Linked DNA regions of Drosophila melanogaster: region 1 is linked to region 2. The links are chromatin contacts, called in public Hi-C maps. All regions are on one chromosome and are shown on one strand. The core of a region is the stretch at or near the end of the contact, and the rest is flanking DNA. Distances in the headings are between cores, read along the strand shown.

Region 1 (6,977 bases), core at 2,252-4,751, 38 kb after region 2:
TGTCATGTAAAAATATGCTTAACGAATGCAAACTCAAACGATTTGTGCAACTCTAATTTATTAGTAATCTATTGTTAAGTCATTAATCTAAACGAATATTTATATATCACTATTCGAGGACGAAAAGTTGTATACTTCATAAGATGGCAACTATCTATGGGTATGCCAACAATTTGATTAGCAAAACTAAACTTTTTGGTGTTTGAACAAATACATACATGCATATATGGTAAACATAAATAAAATACAGTCTAAATAAATAAATGGAAAACTAAAACCCAGAGCTTTTATTCTTCAGAATAAAGATAATCATATTTCGCTTCAAAGAAAATACGTACCTCGCATAATCAGCGATCGAATGTTCAAATTTTCTGATGCAATTTTTTATACTTATAAACTTAAATTTTGCAATTGAAAATTGTTTGTCAGCTGAATTGGCGTCAAGAAAACAGCTGATTAGATAAAATATTCGCTCGATAACTTACTCTCTTTCGAACAATTGTTTTGAACCTATGCCAATAAATTTGACCAATCCCATCAGCGATAATACTTATTATTCGATTCAAATAACTATGGGTATTTTCGATAGTGGGCTTTAACTATCATGTGTCAGAAAAACTATGATATTAATGGTCATACCACATATGTCGATATTTATTACATATGTAATATGCATATATTATGCACTTGTCGATCTTTTTTTTAATTCTCCACCACTATTTAATGCTTAGTTCCTATCTATTAAAGATATATCTTAAAGAAAAGGTATATTCTAGTCGGTACTAATTCCCAGAAATATACATATGTATATTTTAATGACCGAATGTTTGCCATATGTTTTCGTTAGCAATTCTCAAATACACGCGAACCTGTTCGTTGCTCTCTTTCTCTTCCAAAGTATCTTTTAGGTTGCTGTTTTCCTCAAATGTATAGTAAAGCTCGCCCGGCCCCACAGAAATATAAAGCTTATAAAACGAACAACTGGTATGAGTAGTTTCACTTTGACCGTGAATTAGGCAGCGTGCAAAATGTTGAAAGGGCGTATCGCACTTAATATACTTCAGTCGCAAAAACCCATCGTCTTCTCTGCAAGTCAACAGGTAAACAAATAATAAGGTTTTGGTATAAAAACAGTGGCAATTTACGAATAAATTGAAATGAGAATATACAATAATGTGTATATGTTTATGTTTACATGAAAAATACATAACTCTTGATTGGATCATTTTCCAGCGTTGGCAGACAAATGTGCCAACAGCTGAGATCAGAAACGATCCGGAATGGCTGCAGGCCAAGCCCTTCGAAGAGATTCCGAAGGCAAATATCTTGTCCTTATTCGCCAAAAGCGCACTGCCCGGTGGGAAATACAAGAACTTGGAGATGATGGAAATGATTGATGCCTTGCGCCAGGATTACGGAAACATAATCTTTTTGCCCGGAATGATGGGAAGGGATGGCTTAGTGATGACACACAACCCAAAGGACTTTGAGGTGGTTTTCCGCAACGAAGGTGTGTGGCCATTCAGACCGGGCAGTGATATACTGCGATATCATCGAACGGTTTACAGAAAGGACTTTTTCGATGGTGTTCAAGGGATCATTCCCTCGCAGGGAAAATCCTGGGGAGACTTTCGATCCATTGTGAATCCCGTGCTGATGCAGCCCAAGAATGTGAGATTGTACTTCAAAAAGATGTCGCAGGTTAACCAGGAATTTGTGGAGCTGTAAGAACATAAAACATTTCTCAATTTTCTGCATTTAAATATTTTACATTAGCATTAAAGAAATAAGGGATGCCAGCACTCAGGAGGTGCCTGGCAATTTCTTGGAAACCATTAACCGCTGGACTCTAGAATCCGTATCCGTGGTGGCCCTGGATAAGCAGCTAGGTCTACTTAGGGAATCGGGGAAGAACAGCGAAGCAACCAAGCTCTTCAAGTACCTGGACGAGTTCTTCTTGCACTCGGCCGATCTGGAGATGAAGCCCTCTCTCTGGAGATATTTCAAGACACCACTGCTGAAGAAAATGCTCAGAACAATGGATAGTGTTCAGGAAGTTACTCTAAAGTACGTGGATGAGGCGATCGAACGCTTGGAGAAGGAAGCCAAAGAAGGTGTGGTCCGTCCGGAACATGAACAGAGTGTCCTCGAGAAACTACTGAAGGTTGACAAGAAAGTTGCCACCGTTATGGCCATGGATATGCTCATGGCGGGAGTGGATACTGTAAGTGATCATACAAATTTATGGAGTGTATAATATATTTGCTGCCATCCAGACTTCGAGCACCTTTACGGCTCTCTTGCTGTGCCTCGCCAAGAATCCGGAGAAGCAGGCCCGGCTCAGGGAGGAGGTTATGAAGGTGCTGCCCAACAAGGATTCCGAGTTTACGGAAGCTTCGATGAAGAACGTTCCCTATCTGCGTGCCTGCATAAAGGAATCCCAGCGTGTCTACCCTCTTGTAATTGGAAATGCCCGCGGACTGACTAGGGATTCTGTAATTAGTGGTTATCGGGTACCAGCTGGCACGATTGTGTCCATGATTCCCATAAATTCCCTGTACAGCGAGGAGTACTTCCCAAAGCCCACGGAGTTCCTGCCGGAGAGATGGCTGCGAAACGCCAGCGATTCTGCCGGAAAGTGCCCGGCCAACGATCTGAAGACCAAGAATCCATTCGTATTTCTGCCCTTCGGCTTTGGACCACGGATGTGCGTGGGCAAACGCATCGTGGAAATGGAACTGGAATTGGGTACCGCTCGTCTGATTCGCAATTTCAACGTGGAGTTCAACCATTCCACAAAGAACGCTTTTCGCTCCGCTCTGATCAACCTGCCCAATATACCACTCAAGTTTAAGTTTACAGATGTGCCCAACTAATACGTTTTACAATATATTAGATATCTGTTGTGATAAGATAATAAGTATTGTTAAACGAATGCTTTTTCTACATATATACATCATTGCAATGAAATGTTTATAAGTCCCTCTGTTTGCAAATATTACAAATAAAAGATGAAAATATTTTAAATATAACTATTGCACAGATTTCAAAATAAAAGGCTTTGAAATTTTACTAATGAATATCTAGAGAGAATGTAGCTATGGCCATACATTTCCCCAGCATGAAATTATTATTAATAGTCATGGTGAAAAAAAAATTGCTGGCATTGACACTGACCGATATGAAAGGGTTAACGGCCATGTTATTTGTGTTTGTTCTATTGTTATAAAGTTCCATTTAAACATGTTAATTTAACAGTTATTAATTCTACATACTTGCTCTATCCTTTTAAATTTGATTAAAAACTAACGAACTCTTTGCTCAATTATTAATTGAATAAATGTTTTTTTTTTATAAACTACCAAATAAGCTCTCTGGAACCTGTTTATATGCCCGTTGTCTGTGGGGTCGCTATCTCTCTGTTTGTGTGCTCTTATCAACCAATTAAGCGGCAAAGCTCGCGCGGCCTTAGGATTTAAAGCCAGTAGAACGAACTCTCGTTTCACAGTTTTGTTTGGGCGGTGAGCCGGAAAAGTTCTAATCATCGCAAAAATGCTAAAAGTTCGCAGTGCTCTATCATTAATTCAGTCGCAAAAAGCGACTCTCTCGCTCGCCACTCAAAAGGTGAATACTTGTATTTAATATAAACAACTAATCTAGGAACTATAAGCCCGTTTATCAAGAGCTGGTTTTGCTTCATATGTTTATTTTGTTGTTTAATTGCTCAGCATACGGAGTACTTCAAAATATTACTATATATTTATATCAATAAACTATATTACCAGCGCTGGCAAACTAATGTGGCGACTGCAGAAGCTAGAGAGGATTCGGAATGGCTGCAGGCTAAGCCATTTGAGCAGATCCCTCGACTCAACATGTGGGCATTGTCGATGAAAATGTCCATGCCGGGTGGGAAATACAAGAACATGGAACTGATGGAGATGTTTGAGGCGATGAGACAGGACTACGGCGATATATTCTTTATGCCAGGTATTATGGGTAACCCACCATTCCTAAGCACCCACAATCCCCAGGACTTCGAGGTGGTATTTCGCAACGAGGGTGTGTGGCCCAATCGTCCAGGCAACTATACATTGCTCTACCACCGCGAGGAGTACAGGAAGGACTTCTACCAGGGCGTCATGGGCGTCATTCCGACGCAGGGCAAGCCATGGGGCGACTTTAGAACCGTCGTTAATCCCGTGCTTATGCAGCCAAAAAATGTGCGATTGTATTACAAGAAGATGTCGCAAGTCAACCAGGAGTTTGTTCAGCGGTAAGATACTTTCACAAGAATAGTAATTCATACACCGAAGATAACCAATTTTCTCGACAGCATTCTCGAACTGAGAGATCCCGATACTCTTGAGGCTCCCGACGACTTCATAGACACCATCAACCGCTGGACCTTGGAATCCGTATCCGTGGTGGCCCTGGATAAGCAACTGGGTTTGCTCAAGAACTCAAATAAGGAAAGCGAGGCCCTCAAGCTTTTCCACTACCTGGATGAGTTCTTTATAGTATCCATTGATCTGGAAATGAAGCCCTCGCCCTGGCGCTACATTAAAACTCCCAAGTTGAAGCGATTGATGCGAGCTTTGGATGGTATTCAGGAAGTAACTCTGGCCTACGTTGATGAGGCTATAGAACGGCTGGATAAGGAGGCCAAGGAGGGCGTGGTGCGTCCGGAGAATGAACAAAGTGTGCTCGAGAAACTGCTGAAGGTAGACAGAAAGGTGGCCACTGTTATGGCCATGGATATGCTAATGGCAGGAGTTGATACGGTGAGTTATTGGTAGTACGATCTTAAGAAGGCGTCGTGTAATTCAACATCCTGCATTCCAGACATCGAGCACCTTTACAGCACTATTGCTGTGCCTTGCCAAGAATCCCGAGAAGCAGGCCAGGCTCAGGGAGGAGGTGATGAAGGTGCTGCCCAACAAGAATTCCGAATTCACTGAAGCATCGATGAAGAACGTTCCCTATTTGCGTGCCTGCATAAAGGAATCCCAGCGATTGCATCCCCTGATTGTGGGAAATGCTCGCGTCCTTGCCAGAGATGCTGTCCTCAGTGGATACCGAGTGCCAGCTGGAACTTACGTGAACATTGTTCCCCTGAATGCCCTGACCAGGGATGAGTACTTCCCACAGGCATCTGAGTTCCTGCCGGAACGCTGGCTGCGAAGTCCCAAGGACTCGGAATCGAAGTGTCCGGCAAATGAACTGAAGTCAACGAATCCATTCGTATTTCTGCCCTTCGGATTTGGACCACGGATGTGCGTGGGCAAACGCATTGTGGAAATGGAACTGGAATTGGGTACCGCTCGTCTCATTCGCAATTTCAACGTGGAGTTCAATTATCCCACGGAGAATGCGTTCCGATCTGCATTGATCAACTTGCCAAACATTCCGCTCAAGTTTAAATTCATCGATTTACCAAACTAACCTATAGATATTAAAAGCGATATACAGTCATGGTCAAAATTATTTTCACAAAGTGCATTTTTGTGCATGGGTCACAAACAGTTGCTTGTGCAGCAAGTGGGGGGAGGTGAAATGCAAAAAAACTTTTGCTTTTGCAAATTCAAACCTATGCAGAGTCAGATGAAAGAAGAATTGAAAAAATAACTGTTCCTATGCGCAAGGAAGAGGCAAATGAAGAGATCTTTATCAGTTGTCAGAAGTATTTGCACACGGTTTCGTCGCATCACAATTATTTTCACAACGCAATTTCTTCTTCAGTGATTGGTTTAGAGTGACAAGTGCCGGTTTGTTTGCTTAAATACATTTAAATTATTGAATAAAAATTAGATTTAATCATTTTCCTATTACAGTTATTAAATAAAATGCCCAAAACAAAAGAGTTAACAGTTGAGGCCCGGGCTGGTATTGTTGCTAGGTTTAAAGCCGGTACACCTGCGGCCAAAATAGCTGAAATATATCAAATTTCGCGTAGAACTGTCTACTACTTAATAAAAAAGTTTGATACAGTTGGCACATTAAAAAATAAAAAAAGATCAGGCCGAAAACCTGTGCTGGACCAAAGGCAATGCAGGCAAATACTTGGAGTTGTGGCGAAGAATCCTAGTGCCAGTCCGGTAAAAATTGCCTTAGAATCAAAAAATACAATTGGCAAACAAGTTAGTAGTTCTACAATTCGTCGCAGGCTAAAAGAAGCTGATTTTAAGACATACGTTGTTCGCAAAACGATTGAGATCACACCAACCAACAAAACAAAACGTCTTCGATTTGCGTTGGAATATGTTAAGAAGCCTCTTGACTTTTGGTTTAATATTTTATGGACTGATGAGTCTGCATTTCAGTACCAGGGGTCATACAGCAAGCATTTTATGCATTTGAAAAATAATCAAAAGCATTTGGCAGCCCAGCCAACCAATAGATTTGGTGGGGGCACAGTCATGTTTTGGGGATGTCTTTCCTATTATGGATTCGGAGACTTGGTACCGATAAAAGGAACTTTAAATCAGAACGGATACCTTCTTATCTTAAACAACCATGCTTTTACGTCTGGAAATAGACTTTTTCCAACTACTGAATGGATTCTTCAGCAGGACAATGCTCCATGCCATAAGGGTAGGATACCAACAAAATTTTTAAACGACCTTAATCTGGCGGTTCTTCCGTGGCCCCCCCAAAGCCCAGACCTTAATATCATTGAAAACGTTTGGGCTTTTATTAAAAACCAACGAACTATTGATAAAAATAGAAAACGAGAGGGAGCCATCATTGAAATAGCGGAGATTTGGTCCAAATTGACATTAGAATTTGCACAAACTTTGGTAAGGTCAATACCAAAAAGACTTCAAGCAGTTATTGATGCCAAAGGTGGTGTTACAAAATATTAGTATTGTATTTATATAAAATAAAGAAATTCTTATGTTGAAATTAGATGTTAAGCTGAAATTTACTAAATTAAAAAAAATACTTTTGAAGCGCAATAAACATGTGAAAATACT
Region 2 (7,106 bases), core at 3,655-6,154:
GTGTATACAAATCTACCAAATAAATTCAAAGGCAATGGAATTTTCGACTGAAAGCATAAGATAAGCTTAATTAGCCGGGCAGACAAAAATTTCACTTTCCTTTGGTACAGAACCGTCGTTTTCTAAACTATTTCTGAATGTCCAACGATCACTGCGCCATTTAGACATTTCGACTAATTGGCAGCCAGTCGGCTTTCGGGGGGAGGGCACTCACGTGCCGCCCATCGATCTGCAGCAAAACTATACGTAAATAAACTTTAGGATCGAAGAAATCCAACAAGAACGTCAACAAAAACGAAAACCAAATGGGTTTATTTTCAGCCTCAAGTGCAAGTCCTATAAGAAGATCGAACAAAACAAAACACTTGATGAATGCAACCGAAGGAGGTGCAAAAATCGAACAATAACAAATACAATAGGAAGGGCGCGTAGAGTGAGCACAAATCGTTTCGTTTATTTTATTTATTTTATTCCCCTCTATGCGGACACACACAAATGAAAACAAATTAGCTTAGGCAGCATTAACAGCCAGCTGCCAAGGGCGGAAGTACGGGGGAGTTTACTGTTAATTTTATAAACACCACGAAAGACCACAACGAAAAAAAAAAAAACACCACAAAAATGCAGCAGTAGCAACAGCCAACAACCACCAAACCGGCAAAATCCCAATAGGGCAGCTGCATTTCGGGAGGAAACCCAAGTGGAATGTGCATTCGAATTGGGAGCTATAGCTTCTCGATCCCCGGATAATGAGCCGTGAACATCTGTCGCAGTTTTACGTGGAAAACTGTCTTTCCGCTGAATCGACCGAATCGGAAAAAAAGGGAGAAACTGAGACTAAGGAGAGAGCGAATGCTGGGAAAACCAGCACCAACATCGGAAGCATCTTCATCATAACTTGCAAATGTGTTTGTGTTATTTTTACATTTCCGCTGCTTACGAAAATATTTACGCTCCCCTTCGCACAAAACCTTCCCCATTTCGAATTTCAAATTTCGAATTCCAGACGCTCGCACACACGCACGTGTTAGAGATGAGCCAGATTTCCGAGTGCATCGCATGGTGACAACAGGTTCGATTCAAATGAATATGGAAATGATTCTGCTGAGCTCACAAAAAATTTAAGCATTTGCTTTTCAAATTAGATCATATGGCTATGCTATTCGAAACAGATGTGAAAAAGTAACAAGTTTTAGCTCTACAATGTTTACTTTAAATTTAGCATTTACGAAGTATAAATAGACACATTATTTACGCATTATGTTTTATTATATTTAAGACAAAATACAATCAACGTAAGTTAAAATATAAGATTGCAAACCTATTTACCCTCAATTCTAAATGTTTAAATATACAATAGTACATGACAATTTTGCATTTCCCGTTACGAAATTATATTTGTGTTTTTATCTCGGTAGAACCTTGAAAACCATGTTGTGTCAAGATGCAGCGAAAGCAGCGGGTGGCAACTTTTGGCAGGCAGTGTGCGAAAGCTAAGGTCAGGCCCATCTCTAGGTTGCTTCCGCACACAGACACGCACGCACACAGCGATGGGGAAATGCCAACGATAGCACAGGTCTAATCCATTTAATTCTGGCTTTTAACCGATTTCTGCTAATACTATTTATTTACCCGTTTGGTTTTGGCGACTGCTCTCTCTCTCTCCCTCCGTTCTTATTGCCGTGTGGCCATAATCCAATTATGCTTGTGTTTGTGTGTATGTGTCTGCTCTCTATTGCAATTGCAGTTATTCGCATCCGCCGTGATATGCAACCAACACATTCGCACTCGCGCACTCACACGCACCCGCAGACATCACAAATGCGAGGACCGAAAATCCTGAGCGTCAACAAAATAAATATAGCTCTGGTGTTTTAAAATAGGTTTTCACTCGATTCTGCGTTTGCTGTCTCGTCTTGTTTATGTGCATTCGTCGTTGGTTGTGTGTACTTGTTTTTTTTTTTTTTTGTTAGACGCGACTGTCCATTCAACATTACCACTCAGCCGACGCAGAGCGAGATTATAATTCGGTAACCGATTCACTGGCACTGCTCTAACGGGCTATAGCCTATGATCCAGTCTGGAATGGAGCTAAAGATATGTTGCTTTCATTTATGTCTGCACTCGCGAAAAAGCGTCCACAAATTAACAGTTCTTCGGGAGCGACGCGCAGCTAGACGTCCGACTTTGTTTTCCGACTCGATTAGAGTGACCGTTGTGGGATGGTGGAAAAAAGTGGAGGGCCCATGCTGAAACCGATAACAAAAATACCAGATGTGCGATATACACTATCGATAACGAGCACAATTTCTTAATTCTAATTTAAAACAATTATATAACGGGCTTTCGTGTTTTATTTAACAAATAGTGAATAAAATGCGGCTACTTCTTTTTGATGTACTTCATGTACTTCTTGGCGTTGAAGTTGTCCTCCACCTCCTCCATGATCTTGACCTTCTTGCGCGGCTTGCGGGCCTCCAATCTCGCTCTGCGCTCCGCATCGGTTAAGGTGCTCAGATCCAAGGGAAGCTAGTAGATGGTACTCGTTAATTATGGTTTCGTTAAGTTATAGTAACTAACGTTACCTTGATAATCTTCCTGGGCTCGTGATAGCGGATGTTTATCGTGGATCCATCGGGTTGCACCACAACTGTGGGATATAGCCGGCAGTAAACCGAGCGATGCAGCCTGGTAACCGCCGTCGTGGCCGATGAGATGCAGCGTATCTGCTGAACAGCCTGGGGCAACTGTTTCAGCAACATTTTAATTGATAATCACAATATTTACACTAAATAAGAGCTACACTTAAATCGTGTTTTTGCTGCCAGGCAGCTGATAGTGTGACCGACCCGAGGGTAAGATTTAAAGACTCCTAAATTAGTTATTAAGAATCTGTGGTAGCCCTGGTTCAGTTTCCACATTATGTGGTATTTTCCCCAGCTCTGGTCACATTCGTACTCAAAGTGTAAGTGTTGGTTGCAGAGGCAGAAATTCTTATTTTTCTCCTTGAAAATATAAGTACGTTACGTTAAACACTGCAAAAATAATAAAAAAAAAGCGCACGGTTGGGCTACAACAGCGATTAGTCTGCAAGCCTCGAGGAAAGGACTGCAAACGCGTTTTTAGTTTGAAGGAACATTGAGGATTGAAAAAAATTACATAATTTTTGCGAGCATAACTCGCCGTGCATTATGTCGATAAGTCTGCAACTAAAGAAGCAGAGATTACATTTCAACTAATAAGAATATCGCTGCACAGTTCCAGGACACCTAGAAATCACTTACCACCTCTATAAACCCAAAAACCTAACCTCATCCCCGCTTTTGTTGTTGTCTTGCAGTATCTGTGCAGAATGGCCGCCCGCCGTATCGCCCAATCCTCGATCAACTGGTCCGCTCTCGCCGAGCGCGTGCCCGCCAACCAGAAGAGCAGCTTCGGCGCCTTCAAGACCAAGTCGGACATCTATGTGCGCGCCGTGCTGGCCAATCCCGAGTGCCCACCCCAGATCGATTGGGCCAACTACAAGAAGCTTGTGCCAGTGGCCGGACTCGTCGATAGCTTCCAGAAGCAGTACGAAGCCCTGAAGGTGCCCTATCCCCAGGACAAGGTGTCGTCCCAGGTGGATGCCGAGATCAAGGCGTCGCAGAGCGAAATCGATGCCTACAAGAAGGCCTCGGAGCAGCGCATTCAGAACTACCAAAAGGAGATCGCCCATCTCAAGTCTCTGCTGCCCTACGACCAGATGACCATGGAGGACTACCGCGACGCATTCCCCGATAGCGCACTCGATCCCCTCAACAAGCCCACCTTCTGGCCCCACACTCCCGAGGAGCAGGTCGGCTACAAGTCCAAGGAGCAGCTGGAGGCCGAAGCCCAGGGACACCACTAAACCGGAGCGCACGAGGAGCACTCTGACACTGGCTTCGTTGGTCGTCTGTTCGATTCGAAATGTAATCCGCGTTGAAGTAAATTACCCAAATTAAATTCATTTCAAATGACAGTTACGGTATCTAATTTGCATTTGTTGTCTATGTGACATCTTGTTGGATGGATATGCATAAAGAAAATGGGATCCTTAAATCAAAATAATGAAATAAATTGAGAAAACAATCAATTTGACAGCCCAATGCACTGGAAATGATAGCCGGTCCTTGCAGTTTTATAAGCTAATAGATAAAAATCAAATGCACAAATAAATAAATAAGCAAATTGGCTACAATTCAAACTTAAACTTAAACAAAAATTAAAATTACTAATCGGCACCAATGGTGGTGCTAGACTCCGCTAAATGCGGATGTTGTACTTGCTAAATGAAACTAAAGCTCCCTCTTGTGGGCGGTGGCAAATAAATTCCCAGAGATGTCGGTTTCTGGGAATGAAAAGCACTTCCTGATTTCTAAAAAATTTAATAATTCCGAAAGTACTTTATATTGAAATTTAATGTGCGTCAAATTAGCGTCGATGAGTTAGAGGCGGCACAGTAAGTGGGAATTCCTGCTCCTTATTGCCACACCGCTGGATTTTAATACTTTTAAACCTCTACCTTGGTTTGTGTCCGCACTACAGGCAGTATATTCTAACTGGATTTTCCCGATCGCCTTAGTATATTTTTCAAATGTTTATTGGTTGAAAGACTGAGCACTGCTAGCATTTATTTTGAGAGAATTCAAGCAGTGCCATCTTGTTTGGCTCTCCGAAAGCCGTTAAAAGCTTCAGTCGCCGCTCAAATCTCGTTTCTCTCGCCATCTCGCTCCAACTCGAACAAGCTCACCTTTTGCGAGGAAAAAACCGCAGCAGCGCGCGTCTTAACTTGTCCGCGAAGTGCACCTTCGTGATCGGAGCCGCAAATGCCGCGCAGCACGACGCGATCTGTTCAGTCGCGAGCGAATCGAGTTGGAGTGCAAACGTCTCAAGCGGAATCTCAAGTTGTAGCGCCAGACGCAGCGATCCGATCGGAGTGTACATGCATGTGAATCAATCGCTGAGATACAAAGTTGAACCAAGTTGGAATTTGCCATCACCAGTCGAAAGCAATCTCGAATCGAATTAATATACGCGCCATTTGCATAAGGCGCAACTAAAAAGACGCGCTTCTGTCAGTTAACGTTAACCCACTTTCTAAACGACCAAAACCAAACCAAACCAAAAAAATACAAATAAAAAGAAGAATAATACTGCGACCGATATTCAGCAACAACGAAACCAATTAACAGGCAAATAATGCCAAGCAAATAACTCCGAAAAACGTGCAAGTGATTCATGGTTTTTTTTTCTTCCAAGTGAAGTGCTTAGGTAAAAATCGAAACACACACACACATACACAACACACAGCTTAAAAAGCAAAGCTGACTGGAAAACGCACTGGAAGCGATAACGATACCTGGAACGCCCCCAACCAACGACTGTCAGTCAGTTGAAACCGCAACTGCAGCAGCAGCATCTACTCGGCCAAAAACAACAGCACAAAGTACGGATTGCAAACAGCCCGGGTAAGTTACACCATCGTTCATCATCGCACAAAAACAACAAAGTCTACTATAATGGGGGATATTCATACACACACAACTCGCAGGGGCAGCCTTTGCATTCCCTTTTCCTCGACATCTGCAAACGAGTTAACAAGATGTGGCTAATACAACGATCAATAGGCCTGCAAAAGTGCAACACAGCCGAGGCGAGTTAGAATGCATTACAAAAGGTTTACGACTAAACAATACCTAGTACTGGTAGTTTGTTTGTACGTTTACATTACAATTACAATTTCCGGTAATGAATGATCGTACAAATCGTTAAAAAATATATTAACAAAAAAGCATTCTCACACAAAAGCTATGTGCATAATTAATAATTTCCTATTTTGGAAATTATCTGGCGGCTAAACTTCAGATTTTAAACGTTTAATCCCAAAACCTGTTTTAGAATGTTGCAATTTGAAATCAATATCTAACTGAAACAAAATGTTAATACGATTAAAAAAGTGTGATTAATGCCCGATCAGTTTAATTTCGGTTGACTCTCCCGAAAAGGAATTTATCAAGCGCTGAAATCTTAATCCAAATTTATAACTGCCAATTCGATGGGTCGCCATAACATAGCCCCAAATAGGGAATGAATGCCCTTGAACTGCGCGATTACAGAGCTCCTACATTCCTTTTTTCTTTGGGGTCCTTCTGTTTTGGGGCATGCCTTCCATATTTCATAATCCGCCGTCTGGCAGCATAACTTTTAGCACCTTCGCAGTTTCGCATTTCACCGATGCAAAGACAAACACACACACACTCGCACACGCATACGCTTTACACTCGAGGGGACTATAATTTCTTTGGATAATTATTACTCGTCTGGCATATTTTTTATTTTTTTTTTTTTGCTGGCATTTTTTAAAGCTGTTTTGACCGGCGCTGACTCTGTGAAATTTTTTACGTTGAAGCCACAATTTCGGCTTTTGTTGCTTTTTGTGCGCCCGTCGGCATAAACACCTTAACGGATATTTATTTTTCTCAATTTAAATAACTGAGTTTAGAAAATTTCTCCTTTAGCAGCGCTAAGTAAAAACTGCAGCGGATGTGGGGGCAAAAACAAATACATTGCTAATACATTTATGTCATTTGATATGCGATTTTCGACAATATGTGCTGCAAACGGGTTTGGTTTCACTTATAAAATAAACACGAGTTGGCTGGGAAGTCTTAGGAATGTAAATCGGTAATTCGAGATGAGTTAGTTAACGAATGTTAGCTATGACCGATCTGAAAAGTGACAAAGCCACTGGTTTAGATGACTCAAGTCCGCCTTAGATCGCATAATAGAATTTACTAATGACTCAAAGTTCTGGTTAGAGTAAATATTTGAATATTTTATTTTTCGGTGTTATCGTTTATACATATAGTGTTTTCAGAAAGCGTGAATTTAGATAAATCTTTTTTTCATTAGCTGGAAGATGATTTCTTATACTGTATTTATGCTGTTAATATTTGAAGATAAATAAACTTACTGGCATTAGCATAAACAATTGTTAGAGATCCACGGAAGAAGAAATTAATCAATTCATAATCAAATAAAAGTCTCTTTGCTTTAGTTGGATTTTATTTAACTTGGCAGTTCTA

The links. Hi-C and Micro-C count contacts between places; a contact is called where the count stands out from the background.
Region 1: a contact with region 2 is called in a Hi-C map of the S2 cell line, with 5 times the contacts expected there. A contact is called at or near these places in 92 of 107 Hi-C or Micro-C datasets (the Clone 8 cell line, the D17-c3 cell line, the Kc167 cell line and 28 more) and 4 of 7 datasets of targeted methods (the Kc167 cell line and the S2 cell line).

The regions. Positions count from the first base shown.
Region 1 is chr3R:19,131,657-19,138,633 of dm6, forward strand. It overlaps Cyp12a4 (Cytochrome P450 12a4), which reads left to right and starts at 3,502. Exons shown (of 4, transcript NM_142526.4): 1 at 3,502-3,624; 2 at 3,786-4,276; 3 at 4,337-4,784; 4 at 4,846-5,480. The coding sequence starts at 3,553. The coding sequence ends at 5,445. Cyp12a5 (Cytochrome P450 12a5) reads left to right here and starts at 992. Exons shown (of 4, transcript NM_142525.4): 1 at 992-1,100; 2 at 1,234-1,724; 3 at 1,777-2,224; 4 at 2,277-3,048. The coding sequence starts at 1,029. The coding sequence ends at 2,876. It overlaps CG6040, which reads left to right. Exons shown (of 8, transcript NM_142524.4): 8 at 1-273.
Region 2 is chr3R:19,092,057-19,099,162 of dm6, forward strand. CG6040 reads left to right here and starts at 4,905. Exons shown (of 8, transcript NM_142524.4): 1 at 4,905-5,489. It overlaps ATPsynD (ATP synthase, subunit D), which reads left to right and starts at 2,944. Exons shown (of 2, transcript NM_001300472.1): 1 at 2,944-3,018; 2 at 3,341-4,215. The coding sequence starts at 3,353. The coding sequence ends at 3,889. It overlaps cdi (center divider), which reads right to left and starts at 2,214. Exons shown (of 9, transcript NM_001260262.2): 1 at 1,633-2,214. It overlaps mRpL55 (mitochondrial ribosomal protein L55), which reads right to left and starts at 2,849. Exons shown (of 2, transcript NM_142523.4): 1 at 2,586-2,849; 2 at 2,338-2,529. The coding sequence starts at 2,762. The coding sequence ends at 2,383.